Linked DNA regions of Mus musculus: region 2 is linked to region 1. A link is a contact called in public HiChIP or PLAC-seq data. All regions are on one chromosome and are shown on one strand. Each heading gives the region's core, a stretch centred on a gene start, on an enhancer-like site or on the middle of the called end of the contact. The rest is flanking DNA. Distances are from core to core; before and after follow the strand shown. Region 1 overlaps Clrn3 (clarin 3). Region 2 has its middle 4.0 kb from the start of Gm36675.

Evidence for each region. HiChIP or PLAC-seq counts read pairs in DNA pulled down with a chosen protein or histone mark.
Region 2: a contact with region 1 is called in an H3K27ac HiChIP or PLAC-seq map of large pre-B cells, with 5 times the contacts expected there. The contact joins two enhancer-like sites.

What each region holds. Positions count from the first base shown.
Region 1 is chr7:135,515,199-135,520,218 of GRCm38.p6, forward strand. Clrn3 (clarin 3) reads right to left here. Exons shown (of 3, transcript NM_178669.5): 2 at 3,249-3,428. Among named protein-coding and RNA genes, the nearest start is that of Clrn3, 11 kb to the right of the region's middle. Within about 2 kb of position 2,188, at least 38 of the 459 cell types and tissues checked have an H3K27ac peak or open chromatin away from gene starts, as enhancers often do.
Region 2 is chr7:136,146,942-136,151,375 of GRCm38.p6, forward strand. No RefSeq gene overlaps it. Among named protein-coding and RNA genes, the nearest start is that of Gm36675, 4.0 kb to the right of the region's middle. Within about 2 kb of position 2,535, at least 4 of the 459 cell types and tissues checked have an H3K27ac peak or open chromatin away from gene starts, as enhancers often do.

The DNA.
Region 1 (5,020 bases), core at 938-3,437:
CATGGCGAAGGTACAAGGAAATATGAGTGGACAAATAAGGCTTGAACGAGCACCAGCATCACAGGCAGAAGAAGCCACCTCCACAAGAGCAGGCGAGGGCAGTGGGTCAGGTGCACCGCCAGCTGTGAGGAGTGAGTTCTGCCAAGAGCAAGAGAAGCACAGGCTCTCAAGTGCTGGGCCTGGACTCAGGGAAGCTCTAGACAGCTACTGCAGGGGTCCGCTCTGCACCACTCAGCCAAGTGTGGCCCTGAACCAGGCAGTAGCTACAGCAAAGCAGATTTACAGTTGCTTAGGTGGGGTGAGAAGCAGGTTGTAACCAGGAGACATCGATCTCTCTCCGAGCTGGTGAAAATATTTCCAAAATGATGGTTAGTGATGTCTCTACAGTGTCTAAGAATATGTCAAAACCCAGTGAACCGTGTGCTTTAAGTGAGTAATGTATGGGCAGGTGATTCATATACCAGTAATGCTGGAAAAAAAGAATTTTTTTCTGGGAACATGAGGGTGAGGATGGTTGCTCATGCCCAGGTGGGGTCTGATACATCAGGGGGATCCCCAAGACGAAGTCCTTCTGAGATCCTTAATATGCTGACACACACAGAATGCACACAGTCCAGTGAGCTCTTAGGCATCAAACTGTGTCCTAACCCACTGACAAGGAAGCTCCCCAAATGCTCCTCTGAGGGAAGCTAATTAGGGGTGGGGGTTGCGTGAAGAGAACGTTTGAACAGCCCTTGATGACACACCTCACCCACAAAATAATGGCTGTATTCCTTAATTATTTGCATGAACAAAAGTCTTGTTCCTCTGATGCACCCTCTCACACCTTCATTATCCCTCATTTTCCTCTTGTGAAGTTTCTTATAAAAGCTTAATTAATCACAAAGGGGTGGAACATACACAAGGTTAATGCCTTTATCCTAAAGGAGCTCGCTAGTCTGGAGCTTTGATTTGCACAGGCAAAGGCTGGCGCACAGACACCTTGCCCATCCCGGCACTTTAAAGGCAGATGCCTGGAGCCATGGGCTTCACACTGCTTCTGATTAACTGAATATCCTTCCTTCTTCCTTCCTTCCTTCCTTCCTTCCTCCCTCAGTCCCTACCTCCCATCCTTCCTTCCTGCAGTACTGGAAATTAAGTATAGAACCTCAAAAACAGTAAGCAAATTCTTTACACCAATCCTCTTCATTTGTTATATTGAAATGGGGCTTTAAGCTCCCTCTGCAGCCAGGCAATCTTGAACTTGGGGGACCTTCTCATCTCAGCCTTCCAGTACTTGGAAGTATAGGCCTGCATCTCTAGGCCTGCACAGTTTCTCCAGAGTGGTAGATATAAAGAGGCTGGGGGAGGGAAGCAGTTCTTAAAAGGCTTAGGGACATGGGCTCCCGGCCTGCAGCCCTTCTCTGCTGGGCCATGGTACTCATTACTCCCTGTGTTCTCCAGCTGAGGAACAATATGTCAGAGGAGGCAGTTTGTGTAGCTCTGTCTGAATCCAACTTCCCCTCTAGCTACCTTAAAATTCCCTGAGGCCAACTCCCAGCCACGTTGGGCCAGTGTGTACTGAGATGTCCGGGTTATAAGCCTTTGATGACAGTGTTATTGCTGTTTCTCCCCACCAGAAATGAGGCAGGTAATCTATTTCCTGCTCTGCCCACTGGGCCAGCTCACAACCTGGTAGCCCAAGAGAGCCTAGTGCCTAGGGGACTGTAGCATTCTCATTGGCCCCAGGACCTTAAAGCTGACCTGGATTCAGCCCACCTACCAGTGTGGCCCACAGGCTAGGAAGCTACACTGTCAGTGCTGTACAGAGACCTTTCTGAAGGAACAGCCTCTCGCAAACTGAGTTTTCACTCAACTCTGTAACACTCCAGATAATGGGAGAAAATGGAGGCTTCCCGAGGGCGTATGAACACAGAATCCAGCTTGCCGAGCATCAGGATAGCAACTCTTGGGGTTGACTAAAGGCCTCCTCCAGATCCAAGTCAGAATGCACAACTTCCCCTTACACAGCTATTACAGGTGGTTTTCCTGTCCACCCCAGAGCCTCTCCTTCTGTGTTAGAATATACCCTGAGGCAGAAGGTAAGTGTGGGGAATTTTCTCCTCTCAACATAGCCCTTTGTGGCTAGACGTAGGCAGGGCTCTGGGGAGATTGTTCAGATTCCATTTCCTGTCCCTCCCAACCCCCAGCAGACATAGACTTCTAACATCTGTATAGTCGGCCTGTTTTCCTCTGCAGAGGAAGGCGAGGGGACCAGCTGTAAGCCCTGTGGGCTGTAAACAGGGCAGTATCGGCCCAGTTTGGTCTCCTGTCATCTCCCCTTCTATGGGAACCCACTCCTCCTCCCCTGTGTGCCTCTAAAGCTGGGCCCAGCTTCAGTATGGACAAGTCTCCTTAGCTAACTTAATGGGTCAATCTATCTGTCTTGGCTTCAGAGATTGATCAGGTCATGTCAGTGGGTGAGTTCATGAGAATTGGGCCCAGGACCAGTCTCCTGACTCTTGGAAAAGGACAGGCCTTTCCTCTAAAGCTGCTACTGCAGAAGTCCAGGGTGTGTACAGACATCTGACCTTTAAGAGGATTGGATCAACTGTGTAGCCACAGAACGCACACTGGGAAATCACTGTATGCAGGGATGAAGGGACGCAGACTTCCTGCAACATGGTCTCCAAATTCAGCCATGCCTGAGGCCGCTGCTTCTGTTACCTCTGAGTCCCATGAGTGAAGCTAAGATCAATTCACTGTTTATCCTGGCAGCGAGCAAGGTTCAGTGGCAGATGGAGGGCCCTTGACACTGGGGACCTATATCTGGATTTGTATCCAAGTCCCTTAACCTCAAAGTGTCAGTCCCACTGAACAAATGTAGGGAATGAAGTACATGGACAAAACCCACAGAGAATCTTTTGTCTAAGTCATAACAAGATCCACTCCACATCTGAACACCCCCCACACACACACACACAAAATAACAAAACCACCTAGCAAGTACACAGCGCTCTAGCTCACAAGAAGAGTGTTGGCCCCAGATGGCATCCTTTCCTGGCTCTGTGGCTTGGCCACCCAGGTATGGCAACTCTGGAGTCCATGTTACTCCATATGAAGGCAAGATGGAGAGCAAGTATATGTGCATGTGTGTTCATGAGCATACATAATGTGCATGTGTATACATCTATGTGTGCAGGTGTACATATGTATGCATATGTATGTGTATGCATGTGTGTGCACATGAATCTTCTCAGGAAACTCACCGCTGAGTCCATTCCAGGTATAGACACCCATAGGTCCCAGGAACGTCTGGTAAGGGTTGCTGATGCTGTTGTAGAAGGTGAACACTGAGCTCAGCACGGAAGCTGCCAGACTCAGGATCAGGAGGAGGATGACCACCAGGTGCAAAGACTTCTGGGAAGAATTGTCCAATATCCCTAAAACTAAAGCAACATTTGGTGAGTGCACAGTGCAGAATACAAATACAGCTGAGCTAGAGCAGGCATGGTGTCAGAGAAGGAAGCAGTAAGCCATTCTTCCTGCAAGCACCAAGACTACACGGGCTCAGATGATAGCTCGGTCAGTGGCGTGTTTGATGTAGAAGCCCTGGATCTGTGTTCAAGCCCCAGTACCCATCTGAAAAAGGCAGGTGGTGTGGCGAATACTTGCAATCTCGGTGTTGGGGAGATGACCGAGACAGGTAGATCCTGGGGTACACTGAACAGTCAGTCTAGTTGAATTGGTGAGTTCCAAGTTCAACCAGAAACCCTGTCTCAACAACTAAGATGGGCATCACCTGAAAAATGACATCTGAAATTGACCTTTTACCTCCACGTGCACATATATGCGAATGTGTGTGCAACTGCATATACACATTGCCTGCTGTCTTAGTCAGGGTTTCTATTCCTGCACAAACATCATGACCAAGAAGCAAGTTGGGGAGGAAAGGGTTTATTCAGCTTACACTTCCACACTGCTGTTCATCACCAAAGGAAGTCAGAACTGGAACTCAAGCAGGTCAGGAAGCAGGAGCTGATGCAGAGGCCGTGGAGGGATGTTCCTTACTGGCTTGCTTCCCCTGGTTTGCTCAGCCTTCTCTCTTATAGAACCCAAGACTATCAGCCCAGAAATGGCCCCACCCACAAGGGGACCTCCCCCCTCCCCCCCACCCCCCTGATCACTAATTGAGAAAATGCCTTATAGCTGGATCTCGTGGAGGCATTTCCCCAACTGAAGCTCCTTTCTCTATGATAACTCCAGCTTGTGTCAAGTTGACACAAAACTAGCCAGTATACCTGTATATGTACATAAAGGAACATACACAAAGGCATAAGAATGAGACAGTTCCCCATGGCAGACCAGTCAGTGGCTTCCCTTGACTCTGTAGCCACATTACTGAAGGTGGATGTTTACCTTAGTTTTCAAGTCCTAAAATCCTGCAACTTCCTCACCAGTGATCTCTGCCCTCAAAGCCTTGATGGTAGGATAATGGCAATTCCATCATCATAGCTTCCCTTTGGGTCTGAGGATTATTGCTTCTAGCAGAAACCCTTAGGGTGGGTCTCTGTACAAACCCCCATGTAGTGGGGATCCCATAAACCCCATGGATTAGAAGAATTTGGTGAGCCAGGAAGAGCTGACAGAGAAAGAAAAGCAGGAGAATAAGGTCTAGTGGAAGTGACCACAAAGGTGCTAGCCCATAGCACAAAGTGGAGATAGAAAAATGTTTCTTGATAGGGCTAATTGGGGTGCCTTCCTGGGATCCAAACTCTACCTCCCTGGGCTCCAACACTGGAGGCAGCTGGGAACACAACCATCTGGCTAGCCCTCAGACTTCATTCCAAGCTGAAAGCACTTTACAAAATAGCATTTGTATATCTTAAATGCAAAGAAGCTCCAGAGTGGATCTGCACTTGTGGAAGATGCAATGGAGGTAGGTGCTCTGTGCAGTAAGCCATCGGAGCCTCGGAGCCTCTGAGCCCTAGAAGCCATTTTCCAGTGCACCTAGCTCCTCCACCTCCTGCTCTACTCACAA
Region 2 (4,434 bases), core at 1,285-3,784, 630 kb after region 1:
CCCTTCCCCTTCCCCTTCCCCTTCCCCTTCCCCTTCCCCTTCCCCTTCCCCTTCCCCTTCCCCTTCCCCTTCCCCTTCCCCTTCCCCTTCTTCTTCTTCTTCTTCTTCTTCTTCTTCTTCTTCTTCTTCTTCTTCTTCTTCTTCTTCTTCTTCTTCTTCTTCTTCTTCTTCTTCTTCTTTTTCTCTTTTATGGTCTAGTTGAGGAAGCAGGATGAGTGAGGGGTTCTGAGTTGGCTGTGCTCACTCTGTAAGATGGACTGTGGGAGCCATGACAACTGGCTTCTCTGCCCGGGAGAAGAGCCATTTCAGGAGGGACACATGTAGGAATGGAAAGTCCACCAGGCGGGCAAATGGAAGGGGTGGAAGGCAGAGATTGCGGATGTGTTTGGGAGCCCACACAAGACTGAGCGTAGAGTCTCGTGTAAGAGAAGAGACTGTAAAATAGAGCTTGTCTGTGCAAGACCTGAGTATATGGCTGTGAAGTGCTAGTGAGGTGATTTTTTGCTAGGATCTCATCACTATGATAAATGCCTAAGAGAAACCAGGTATTCAGCTCACAGCCTCGGAATTGTCAGTTCGTGGTCAGCTGGCTCCATGGTTTCTGGCCTGGTAGTGAGGGAGAACAGCGTGGTGGAAGGGCATAGGTAGACAGAGCCCTTTACCTCATGTTGGTGAGAAAGCAGACAAGAAGACAAAGTGTAGTCCCCAAGAATATGTTCCCAGTGACCTGATTCCCCCAGCCAGGTCCCACCTTCTACAGTTTTCACCATCTCCCAACTTACTGTCACCAGCTAAGGACCAAGCATTTGACATCAGAGCCTCTGGGAGACAGCCCAGGAGTTTGACCAGTAGTGGAGTGTGTTAGCAAGAAAAAGGATGACCCAACCTGGGACTATCATGAAGAGGCTCTGGGACTTGGTGACTGGCAGAGGGGAGGGTGGAAGGGATGTGAAGAGGAAAGCTAGAAAGCATGTCCCACTCCTTAAATGTCACCTCTCACGGGGAGGAAGCCTCTGCCCCTCCAGTGAGGTGAGCAGTTGGTGCCCACGGACATCACAGGTAAACAAAGACCTGGACTGTGCCACTTGGGGTCACCTGTGAGCAGAAGCACACACACATCATGGGTCTAAGTCTCCCACATTCCTGAGGGAATTGTTTTCATCCTTGTGGGAGGTGGCTGCGATCCGAACACTTTCAAATGAAAGGCCATGTGAAAGGGGTTTGGAGGAAGATACATCCACTTTCTATTGGAGGATGTGACTGGGAGAAACGGGCCTTTACTGCTGCAGATCATCTTGCTGGGCATCTACTCGAAACCTCAATGACATGTGGGTGAGGCACTCTGACCGGCAGCTGGCAGCTGAGTGATTTTGAAGGTGTAACAAAATTCTTCAGGAAAAGAGAGATGCTGGACTCTGTGCACAAGTCAGCCACCCAGGGGGAACTGATAGACTGAACACACAGTGTGTGTGTGTGTGTGTGTGTGTGTGTGTGTGTGTGTGTGTTATATTTTTCTCTTCTATAAGCATCAGATTTTCTACTCCAGTTGTTCCTACATGATGTTTTCATAGAAGGAAAAAACTTGTTGTGAATTGGTAATCACCAGTGGCCTATCTTTAAGGCACTAAAAGGGAGTGACCAGGGTCTGACATGTTACAAAGCCACATGTAGTATTCAGACTGGAATTCCTCCTGGCCTGTAAAAACTGCTTCCTGACCTATCTTGAACACTGAGATGCTGGCTTGCTTGTGAGGAACACCCAGTCTTCATGACCTCCTTGAGCCTTCATCCTTTGGGTGGGGATGGAGGAAGAGAGCAGCAGAGAGAAGCTGAGGTCAGGAAAAGGTATCTGAGAGAGGGCAGGATGCTTGGCCTCACAGTGCTCAGTTCTGTCCTGTATCATTGTTATGGTAGAAAATACTTGGCATGACGGTCTCCATGCTGGCCACTTTACGACTGGGTAATTCAGTGACACATTTCTACGCATTAACCATCAGTGCTCTTTCCAGAACATTCTAATCTCCCCAAACTGAACCTGTGTCCCTTATGTAGTGCACTCCATTGTCCTTCCCTGACCCTGACCTGCAATCTGCTTCAGTGAGTTTGCTCTTATGGCTTCCCTGTGGGAGTGAAATTATAAAATATCTGTCCTGTCATATCAAACTTATTTCATTTAACAGGTTATTTTCAAAGTTCATCCACACTGATGCGTCCTGGAATTTCAGCGTTTTAAATGGCTAAGTTACATTCCACACCTTGGACATACATTAGAAAATGTACTTCCCTGTTAGTGGATATCATTTGCATCCTTCTTGCCAGGAGGAACTCTTCATTAAGTATATAATTATCCTTTTGGAATTGTAACTTTCAATTCTTTGGGGTGGGGTGTATGTCCCACGGTACAATTTTGGGGTGATTCCTTATTTACGATCATAGTGCTTTCCAAGAACCCACCCCACTGTTTCTCCACAACAGCCTCCTCTCATGCATGAATGGGCCGTACCCAGAGCTCTGATGTCCCCACATCCTGCATAACTCTCAACTTCCTACATTTGTTTTTTAAAGAAACGAAGGGTCTGTCTGCCACTTATAAATGTGGGTACAGCTCAGTGCAGAGTTGAAGGCATGGCTGTCTCTCCCTCCAGCTTCATATCTCAGTGGACCTTGGGGCAGAGAGCAGGGGACCTTCCCTTTCTCCATTTGTTCCTTTTCATTCACAGACCATGGGCAAGTGGGTTAGGGTAGTCTGACCTTTCCACCCCATTTGACCTCTTTAGAATCATCCTCACAGACACACCCCTTAGGTGACTCCGGATCCAGCATGTTGACGGTGGCCACCCCTGTGGTGATGAGGAAATATACCATTCTTTATCTTTCCTTTTTCTAGTAATATTTTAGTAAGTGGGCTAAGAAGTTTCTTTTCAATATTTTTGTTTCTTTTTTATTATTAGTTTTACTTTTAAAGTTAGTATACAAAATAATTGGTCTCTTTTCCTATTAAAATTTTTTTCTAAGAATTTGGCCATTCAGCTTCCTGGTTTTTATCATTAGTTTTGCGTTTGAAATTAGTATACAAAATAATTGGTCTTATATCCTATTTAAAAAAGAAAATAAAACACTTTTTAGGAGTTTGACTATTAAGCTTCCTGGTGGACATGAGACAAAGTCTCTCTGTGGTCTTAGTTTTCTTTTCTCTAATATGTCAGTGCTGAGTATTTCTGCATGTGCTTGTCGGCTGTATCTTGATTCATTTGCATTGTAGATGAATATGAACAGATCCTGTTGAATCATTCATCCTATTCTGTCCAAGTGAACCTGTGAGTATGGCAGGGCCTCTTCGCGTTTAGCTGGGGACAGAGGGACAATGGGAAGGTGTGGCTGTGTCTTCCTGAAACAGGAGGCTCTAAACAGAAGCTGGAAGAGTGCCCCACCTCTGTTGTCCACAGCTGCGTGGTGTGAGTTGGGCTTCTGGCTCTCAACTGCTGCTACACTCTCAGTCCAGCTGTCTGGCTCTGGCTCAGTGGCCGCGAACCTTGAGCCAGGTGACTCTGCTCCAGGGTCCTGATTCCTATCACTAGGTCCTTGGCTCTCTAAGCTTGTTTTCCATGCCTTTCTGGCTGGTGAGCAGGAGTGTAGCACTTAATATACCTGGCTTGGCTGGCATGGCCCTTGCTGCTCTACAAGGCTCCTCTCTGATACAATAGCTGATGCTACCCCTTCTCCACATGATGCTATCAGCCTCTGAGGTCTGCTCTGCAGGAATGGTCCTGACCCACTGTGCTGAGAAGCAGCCAGGGTACTTGTTTCAGCTTGTTTGACCTCACCTTGCACATTGACCTGGGCTAGGGAGAGACTTCGAGTGATGCTTCCTAGATTCTGGTGAATCCTGAAGTTAATTACAAAGCTCTTGTGTTGAGAGCCTAGGAAATATCTGTATAAACATAAGAACTTTGAGTTCCAGCTCAGAGTCCATGTAAAACCTGGATGGTGGTACGTGCCTCCAGTCTCTCATCCTAGCATTGGAGAAGCACAGACACGCGAACCTCTGGGGCTCACTCTCTGGTCAGACGGCCTAGCCTACGTGGTAAACTCTTCATCCCAGAGAGTTACTCTGTCTCAAAAAGCAAGTAGAGGACTCCTGAGGAATGACATCCAAAGTTGACTCCAAAAGCAGGCATACCTGCATACACATGTATGTGCACACACACACACACACACACACACACACACACACACACACACCTCACACGTGCACCCACAGTAAAAGTATTGACTCCTAGTGTTAAGCAACCTACATGTCAGTACCCTTTGGGAACACTGCCTCTGACTTAGTAATGCTGGGTCTGGAGATGAAGATGTCCAAGGGGCTAAATGGACAAAACCGAAATATGCCCCATGCCTTATGTCCACACAAGAACTCTGAGGCCTCAGGTG